2 separate regions of the Zea mays genome follow, and region 1 is linked to region 2. The links are chromatin contacts, called in public Hi-C maps. All regions are on one chromosome and are shown on one strand. The core of a region is the stretch at or near the end of the contact, and the rest is flanking DNA. Distances in the headings are between cores, read along the strand shown.

Region 1 (4,048 bases), core at 1,094-3,593, 53 kb before region 2:
CAACAACGACAACAAAAGTCTTTAATCTCAAGCAAGTTGGGGTAGGCTAGAGTTGAAACCCACATAAGCCACAAACTGCTAAACAAAAAATAATTCCTTTTGCAGTTTATAGGCTTAACAAAATATCAGATAATGTTAATATATCATACCAGGACTCCAGCTCCTTCACCCATGACAAAACCATCACGATCCTTGTCCCAAGGCCTGGATGCTGTTTTAGGGTCATCATTCCTCTGTGACAGTGCTCTACATGCAACAAAGCCACCAACACCAATTGGAATAATTGCAGCTTCAGTGCCTCCAGCTATCATTATATCCGCTTCGCCTCTACGGATATGGTTTGCTGCAGCATAGAAACAGTAGTTCGAGGTAGCACAGGCAGTTGAGATGGAGTAGTTTGGACCCATGAAACCAATATCCATTCCAAGCAGGGCAGAACCCATGTTTGTTATAGCATATGGGATGAAGAAAGGAGTTATTTTTCTGTAGCCCTTCTCAATGAGATTCTGAACACCATCAGAAAACACCGTGAGGCCACCCATACCAGTGCCCACAAGCACACCAGCCCGGGTTTTGTCAATCTGTCAGAGAGAATGTTTTACCAATTAGCATCAAATGTAGTATCAACAGTAAAAAAATCTTATAGGACCAGTGAAAATATGAAACTAGCAGATAAAACTGGTGAGATTTGTCTCACTAAGTCACCAGGTCGCGGGTTTCAACTTTGAAGCAGCCTCTCCGCATTTGCGGGTGGAAGGCTTGCCTCCGTTTATCCCTTCCCCAGACCTCACACGTGTGGAGCCTCCGACACTAGGCCTACCCTTTGGCAGATGAAACTACCATCAAGAATGTACAAATCATTTGCTAGAAGAGAATTTGATTTAACCCAGAAATGCTACTCCCTCTGACCTGTAGGGCATGTTTGTTTTGAAGAAATCATACTTCGTATGCCTCGGCAACAATTAGTCAAATTATGCATGTTGAGGAAATAAAAGTTATATCAATAGATTTATACGAACTACTTTTAATGCAACATTGGTTTTGTAGAGATCAGCAATATTCTAATACAAACTAATGATTAAAATATACTTTTGATGACATTATCCCACCACAATAAGCCTGGAAGAAGAGAGAACTTTGCTAGAAAAAACACCATAGTGCAAGTGAATCATCAAATGAAACAACAGATTTTCGCAAAGCTTGTACATTACTCTGAATTAAACCTGTTGCACCAATCATTCTTTTTAATTAAACTACACCTTTGTTTCAGTTAAAACTAGTCACAAATATATTATACTGAGTTCTACTAAGTTTAAATGAATTTTCAAAAGGCATTGTTGCAGCCATGATTTATTAAGCACTAATCTTCACTTATTTTACCTTGAAAGTAAGAGCCAAGCGAAGGCAATTTACTCACAAGAGTAATTTCCAGTACACCACATTTGGCATACTCACAAGAGTAATTTCCAGTACACCACATTTGGCTTTGAGTGGCCTCAAAGCATAGTAGCATGCCATTATTATATATGCCATTTAAAAGTCACCCAGTTTTTATATCAGATATACACTAAAAATAAAGAAGATTAAATATCATTCTAAATGCAGGACATTTGCTCTTTTGCCCTATAAGACACCACATTTACAATGTAAATAAAAACTGAGCACAAGTGTTACTCCTCAGGCCAAGCTAAGATGGCATATCCTGCCACTACTTGGCGTCTCTGTATCTAAGCCATCAAGGTGACGAATCTCATTATCCCCGGAGATCACATCTCAATCCAAAGAAAAAAGGAAATTGTAATCACCATCACACAATGAACCAAGCAACGTCCCCTGGTTTATCAAAAGTGCGATACCACAGGACAGTTAATATCTGACGGAAAGATCCCAACGTAACTAGGCAATTGGCAGCTCTACTTGCCACTAAAAGTGCAGCATTTAGAACAAAAGGCATTCCGAGGTGTGTTTCCAGCGCTAGCTACCTTTTCCATGGGCTTGGAGCCGTGGGCAATACCGGCAGCCTCGAGAGCCTTCTTGCCACTGACGATGCAGTATCGGAGGCAGTCGTCGAGGCGGCGGTCGTTCTTTCCGTCGATGTAGCCCTCGGACGAGAAGCCCCGGATCTGGCCGGCGAAGCGGGTGGGGAACTTAGAGGCGTCGAAGCGGTCGATGGGCCCGATGCCGCTCTCCCCGGCTAGCAGGCGGTCGTAGTAAGCGTCTACGTCGTTCCCGAACACGGAGACCAACCCCATCCCCGTGATCACCACCCGCTTCTTGGGATCCGTCTCCCGCCGCGGTGCCGCTGCCGCCGTCGCGGAGGCGCGGACGGAGAGGCGCATAGGGAGATTCCGCCGAGCCCGCGGAGCCGCCACCGGGGCCGATGCAGCAGTGGGCACGAGGAGGCTCTGCATAGCGACGGCGGTGGCGGTGGCGAGGGATGGTACGGGGGAGCAAGAGAGTGGCGGCGATGGAAACGAGGCGGGGGGGAAGGAAGATGAGTGGTGTCCTGCTGGCTGCGAGGCGGAGCGTTACCCCTGTGTATATGGAGAATGGGTTCGCGGGCCCACAGAGTTTTGGGGTCGTGGGACTTTGGAGGCGCCGGAGACGGGCAACACTGCAACAGGCTCACCTCTTCTCTTTCTCAACGCAACAGGGCGGACTTCGCAAGGCGGACTTCTTGTCTGCCCATGCCACTTGTGAATTGTGATGCGTGTTGTGGCAATCAGGTTAATCATCCCGTTTTTTACTAGTTTCTCGCTAATCGCCCAGAACGAAAAAACGAACGGTTTTTTTCAAATTTCCTGGCCTGTTTTCATTTTTAAATTTAAGAAAACGGTTTTTGACTGTGTTTTACTTAAAAAATGCGATAAATTTTTACTTAAATAGAGAAATTTGATTTGACCAAAGCAAAATCTATGTTTTATATTGTATGTACATAAACGGTACGAGAGGGTTAGGGGGACCAAGGCATCTGCCCGCCCTGCGCTGGTCGCGGACGTCTAGCCCGGACCGTGGACCACTTCTGTGTTTTACTTTAAAAATACAACAAAATTTTATTTAAATAGAGAAATTTATTTTGACCAAAGAAAAATCTATGTTTTATATTGTATGTACATAAGCAGTACGAGAGGGTTAGGGGACCAAGGCCCCTGCCCGCCCTGCGCCAGGTCGCGAACGTCCAGCCCCCGACCGTGGACCGTTCGTAGTTTCACAGGAAGCACCACCGTCAATACTCATCATAGTGATTGGCACCCGGATCGGCGTCAACACATTTTTTGGTGACTCTGTTGGGGACATCGTGTGAGGACCTATCAGATCGGCTCTTAATGGCCGGTTCAAAAGGTAGCTCTGATGTCTCCCCATCAATATCATTGAGCTAACTTGGGAAACCTTGTCGGCTCCAGTTGATCAAGGAAGCAAAAGCAAAGTGACTAGCCAACTTCAAAGTGAATAGAAACAACAAGGTCGTTCGACAACTGGTGACTGATCTGGCTTCGCTCCGATCTACTACAACTACCCCAAAGTAAGTGAAACAAACGAAATTCAATCCCTTAGATCTTACTAGATGAGCAACGAGAACACATGCAACAGATACTAGGGGTATGCAAGAGGATTATAAGAGGCTAGCACGTATATTTGGTAAATCCGATGTTGCTAATTTTTCATCGCATGAGGGTAAGACTAGGGAAAATGCACACGATCCATCGACTACAAATTGACATGGCCAATCCCAACCACTTTATGGGATGCCGATAGATACATATCTTGGACAACCACGGTCTCCTGCACAAATCGGGGGTAAATTCGTCGATCTGCGCACGGCCAGACCATCCGCGCCTGAGTGCGGACTGTTCGGACCAGCTGCGACCGGCCCCGTTTTCCGAACCGAGTTACCAAAGTCCGCGCCATGGCCACCATATTTTGCACAAACCCTAACAGACCCTTTCGGACCGTCCGCGCATATGGTCCAACAGTCCGAATACATCACCGGAAGGTCCGGCTATACGATCAGACAGTCCGCGCACACAGCCGGACGATCTGATACCAG
Region 2 (4,436 bases), core at 1,264-3,763:
TTTGTTATATGTGAAATTGAAGTTGTTTTTATATGTTTCTTTAATATTTTGAGTGATTGGTATATTGGAATTTAATTCTTTCCTAGCGGGTACGGTTTACCCGACGGGTAAAAATACCCGCGCGGGTATGGGTATGATTAAGATTTTATACCCGCGAGTATATATGGGTAACCCGATGGGTGTAATTTTTTTTGATGGGTACGGGTATGGAATGGTACTACCCGACGGGTATGTACCCGTTGCCATCCCTAGCTCGAAGCGAGATGCTCTTTGCTTGCGTTTGGGTAGGGTGGGTTGGGTGGCGGTGCGTTGCAGTATAGCGAAAAGATATTGTGACTTGTTAGGGCAGAAAGGACCAGAATGTTTGCTTGTTCGACTTGCTAGCAGTTGCGGCTCTAATCTATAGAGATAAAATACCGTAGAAACCACACAATCATCAGCAAGCCGTAGGCCGTAGCAAACAAGCAGATTTTTAGGTCGACATAGACATTAAAGACTAAAAAACAGTACTATTATGCTAAAACAAACATAAACATATTAATAATAAAAGCACTACATAAATGAGCCGAGAAACTAGGTGCAGAGTTGTATAGTGCATCCAACAGCAAGCCGGTACCGGTAGTATCTGCTCTGTCTGAGGATCAGTGTGTACCGTCCGCACGTTAACTATTTGACCCTGTGAAAACAACGCTGAGTACGCAACGCATGGTGTTCGCGGTCCGCGTCCTCCCCGTTGCCCAGGAGATCGCACGTAGCCCGCAGATCGAGCCAGCACGGGCACGGCCAAGATGCAGCGAAGGCTGTGCCGTGTACGTGTACGTGTACGTCAACAGCGGGCGTTGATGGAGGTTGGTGAACGAACTCTTGCTGGACTTGGACAGGACTGTGAAGCTTTCCTGGTCACCGGATCCGGAAGGTTGATTTGAGAATCCGGACGACGACCAGCTTCACCTGTGTGGCTGGTGGCTCGGGCTCGGCTCGACACGTGGGCACTGGAATGCACCAGCGGACCTCCAAGATTTCACGCCTTCCGATAGATGCTGCTGCCAGCGGGTCAGCGACTGATGGATGACAAAGTGGCGGCCAAGCGCTCGCGCGGCTAGTGATTCTCTACGGCGTCTGACTCTAGACCATGCTTTCCCCCCTTTTTTTTCTCTCCTGTAACTTTCCATTTTTTTAAAAAAAAATCATATACTGCTACAAAAACTGATGCACGTAACAACATAATAGGGTTTCTTCCACAAACTTATCTAGACAACATCTCAAGAAATATTTCTGGAGATTGTTGCAGAAAGAACAACCTCAACACGAGGTCCTTGCGGTATATCGATCCTTAGAGGTGGTGATTATAGAGATCTTTGCAAGCCATGGATGGAGGTCCAACGCTAGATTAGTAGGAGCTTGATTTGTTGATGTTTTAAATCTGAGAATATTTATGAGATGGATGGTTGTCTTTTTTTTATTTGTAAGGCCGTTTGCAAGATATTGCAAAATGTTGTTGTTTCCATAATCAAAAACAAGAAAAAGCTAAAAGCAACATGAAGATCGAGCACTCAATTCAGTATTAGAGTCATCTAATCACCATGTAATAGTAATCAGATCTGTTTTATTTTCTAAATACTCCTAAACCTATTTCTAAACTGTGCACTCATACCATCAAAAAATGTAATTTAAGATAACCTCTAAATTCACATCCCAATTGCCCATTATGCCATTGTTATATGCAATTTAATGTAACCCCTTAAATCTACATATAGGTTAATACTTATGCCTATGGTTCTTCTAAACAGTTAGTTTAGCCTGTTTATATATACACAGTTTAAATACTACTTCCTCCGTTCCAAAATATTGTTTGCTTTAGCTCTCTGTGTTTTTTTTTGTCCATGTTCAAATGATTGACAATGAATCTAGACACATATATAAAAATACATACATCAAATATTGTATGAATCTATTAATACCTAAAACGAATACTATTTTAGAATGGAGGGAGTATATATAATAGAATGTCGTTTCTAGTTAATTGATCATTTATCCCATTTAAGTTATCGTTTTTGTCTGTTTAACCTGAATAATTAATGTCTAAACGTCAAGTAACCAACTATTTATATTTCACTGTTTTATGATAACACTGTGTCTACCATTATTTTAAAAAACTAATGTAGAGTAAGTTAACATGTGTTATGTTGTCCCATAAATACACAATTTGTGTCGTCCATCAACCATTAAATGCTCCCTTACACTAATATGCTTGACACCTTGGACAAATGTACGCCTTTTAACTAACATGTTATGACATATATATAATGATGATATAGTTGTAGGTACTATTCGTTTCAAAAAAAACAACGCTAGACATGTATTTCTTTGACAAAAAAGTTCAACATATATTAAGTAGTAAAGGAGGCGTACATACCAAATACGGGGCCGCGAATGCATAGATGTGGGCGCACGTTGTAGAGCCCCATCCCACGACAGAAATGGAGCCCCGAAAGTATACACTGTATGGGCCGAAGCCTGCTTTGTTTGTTGCTCTGGTTTGTTAGGAACGTATAACATCGTACCAATTTGGACCAAGTGTACTCCGACGACGACGAGAATCCAGGCTTTCAGGCAGCACACAAGTATCGGTTCTGTTTTTTTTTCCTTTTATCCAATTATTATACTAAATAGGATTTCTTTTTTTAACCAGTCCGCTCTATATTCCAGAGTGGAAAAATAAGAAATTCAGAAAAAAGTATAAAAAGTCTAATTAGATCTATCTCGAGTTTTTTAGAACCCTTTGAACGTCTTTTCAAAGGGTTGTGAAATCAAACTAAAAAGGAAAAAACCGAAGGTTTTATGTTATGTAATTATTTAGATGGTAATGTAAAAGGATTGAGCTCAGAGGCACAAAAGTACAAAAGCGTCTGTCGAGAGCGAAGAGAGTGGCTCAGATACTCAGATGTCACTCGCATGCACGAGAGCGGCGGCGCACGGTTCTTCTGGACAGCCCACGTATGCACGCACGAAGGTAACCGGCAACAACAAGTGCTAAGATATTCTTTCTATTATACCCAATAAAGGCTAGTTTGACAATAATATTTTTCTAAGTAATTATCATTTTCTCAAAAAAAATAAACTAATTTCTTTTCGAAAAATAGAAATATTTTGGAAAATGGTGTTGCCAAATAAGCACTAAATTTTATTTCCTAACACACTAGCTGTTTATATAATATTAAAACACATTAAATGTAGTTCAATTAAAAAACTAATTATATAGATAAGAAATAAACAACGAGACAAACCTATTAAACCTAATTAGTATACGATTCAACCATGCAATGCTATAATAATTTTTTTTTGCTAATCAAGGATTAACTAGGTTTAATAAATTTATCTAATCTATTAATCTTTATCTCTATGTTTAGTTTTATAACTAAACTATATTTAATATTCATAATTATCATTCAAACATTTAAAGTGACACGAACTAAAATTTAGTCAGAGAACCAAATACACATCAAGAGCATCTCCAACTGTTATATAAAAAGTTTTTTAAAAACTTAGTTTAAAGAGTTATTAGAAAAAAAAACTTGTCTCCAACTCCAATGATGCCCTAAACAATGATGCTAAATTTAAGAAGCCGCTGCTTTATCCTTTCTTGTCCTCACATTTGGCAAGCCGAGAGTAACTCCCCAAAACAATTTTCCGTCCGATATTCGTGTTATGTGCCTTCTCTTTTTATTCTCTTTTATTTTTATTAATAAACTCTGGGCTACTACGATCGAAAAGAATATGCTATGTGTTAGACTTTTTTTATTTCTACAATTTGCAACATTTTCCTATAGAGCATCCAATCAAGCAATTTAGTCCATATTTGGAATCAGTGAATCATATAGACTTGTGTCTATTTTGTACGCATATTTAGAACTCTATATGCAGCTTTTAGAACTCTATACACAAATTTCGGAACCATTTGCAAGAACAATATCATGTTTAATGGGAAAAACATAAAACTTCACTAGAACGTGAGAGTATGGTTGGATAACGAGCCAGCTCGGCTCAGCTCGTTAAGCTAATGAGCCACAGAGTCAACTCAACTTGGCTCGTTTACAAGCTCGAGATGGCTCGTTTAGCTCGCAAGGGAGAGCAGAAAAATAATATGTATATAATAATTAATTTTTAGTTAATTTTAAACTAATTTAACAATAGAAAATAGTAATTATGCTCATAGTTTCACAAACCACGTCAATGTAACACCAAATTAGAACAATTCACCACTCATCAATTCACATACATGTTTATCAGTTTAACCCACAATTATATTTACATAGACCAATTTAACACATACTCAGTTCATTAATCATTAGTTTAACTTATAGGTCATAGACACCTCACATACACATACACATATGTTCATCAATTATTTCATAAATGATAAGCATATAGTTTTG

What was found. A called contact is a pair of places that touch in the nucleus more often than the background predicts.
Region 1: a contact with region 2 is called in a Hi-C map of leaf, with 7 times the contacts expected there. The contact joins the promoter of LOC100279707 here to the enhancer-like site in region 2. A contact is called at or near these places in 7 of 25 Hi-C or Micro-C datasets (bundle sheath, endosperm, leaf and 1 more) and 2 of 3 datasets of contacts at active chromatin or transcription factors (leaf and seedling).

The regions. Positions count from the first base shown.
Region 1 is chr9:12,549,194-12,553,241 of Zm-B73-REFERENCE-NAM-5.0, reverse strand. It overlaps LOC100279707, which reads right to left and starts at 2,343. Exons shown (of 7, transcript NM_001152667.1): 1 at 1,983-2,343; 2 at 150-581. The coding sequence starts at 2,339.
Region 2 is chr9:12,496,353-12,500,788 of Zm-B73-REFERENCE-NAM-5.0, reverse strand. No RefSeq gene overlaps it. Among protein-coding and RNA genes, the nearest start is that of LOC103637942, 38 kb to the right of the region's middle. Within about 2 kb of position 2,513, at least 17 of the 20 cell types and tissues checked have an H3K27ac peak or open chromatin away from gene starts, as enhancers often do. A contact at or near this core is called in bundle sheath, endosperm, leaf and 2 more, where this site is marked.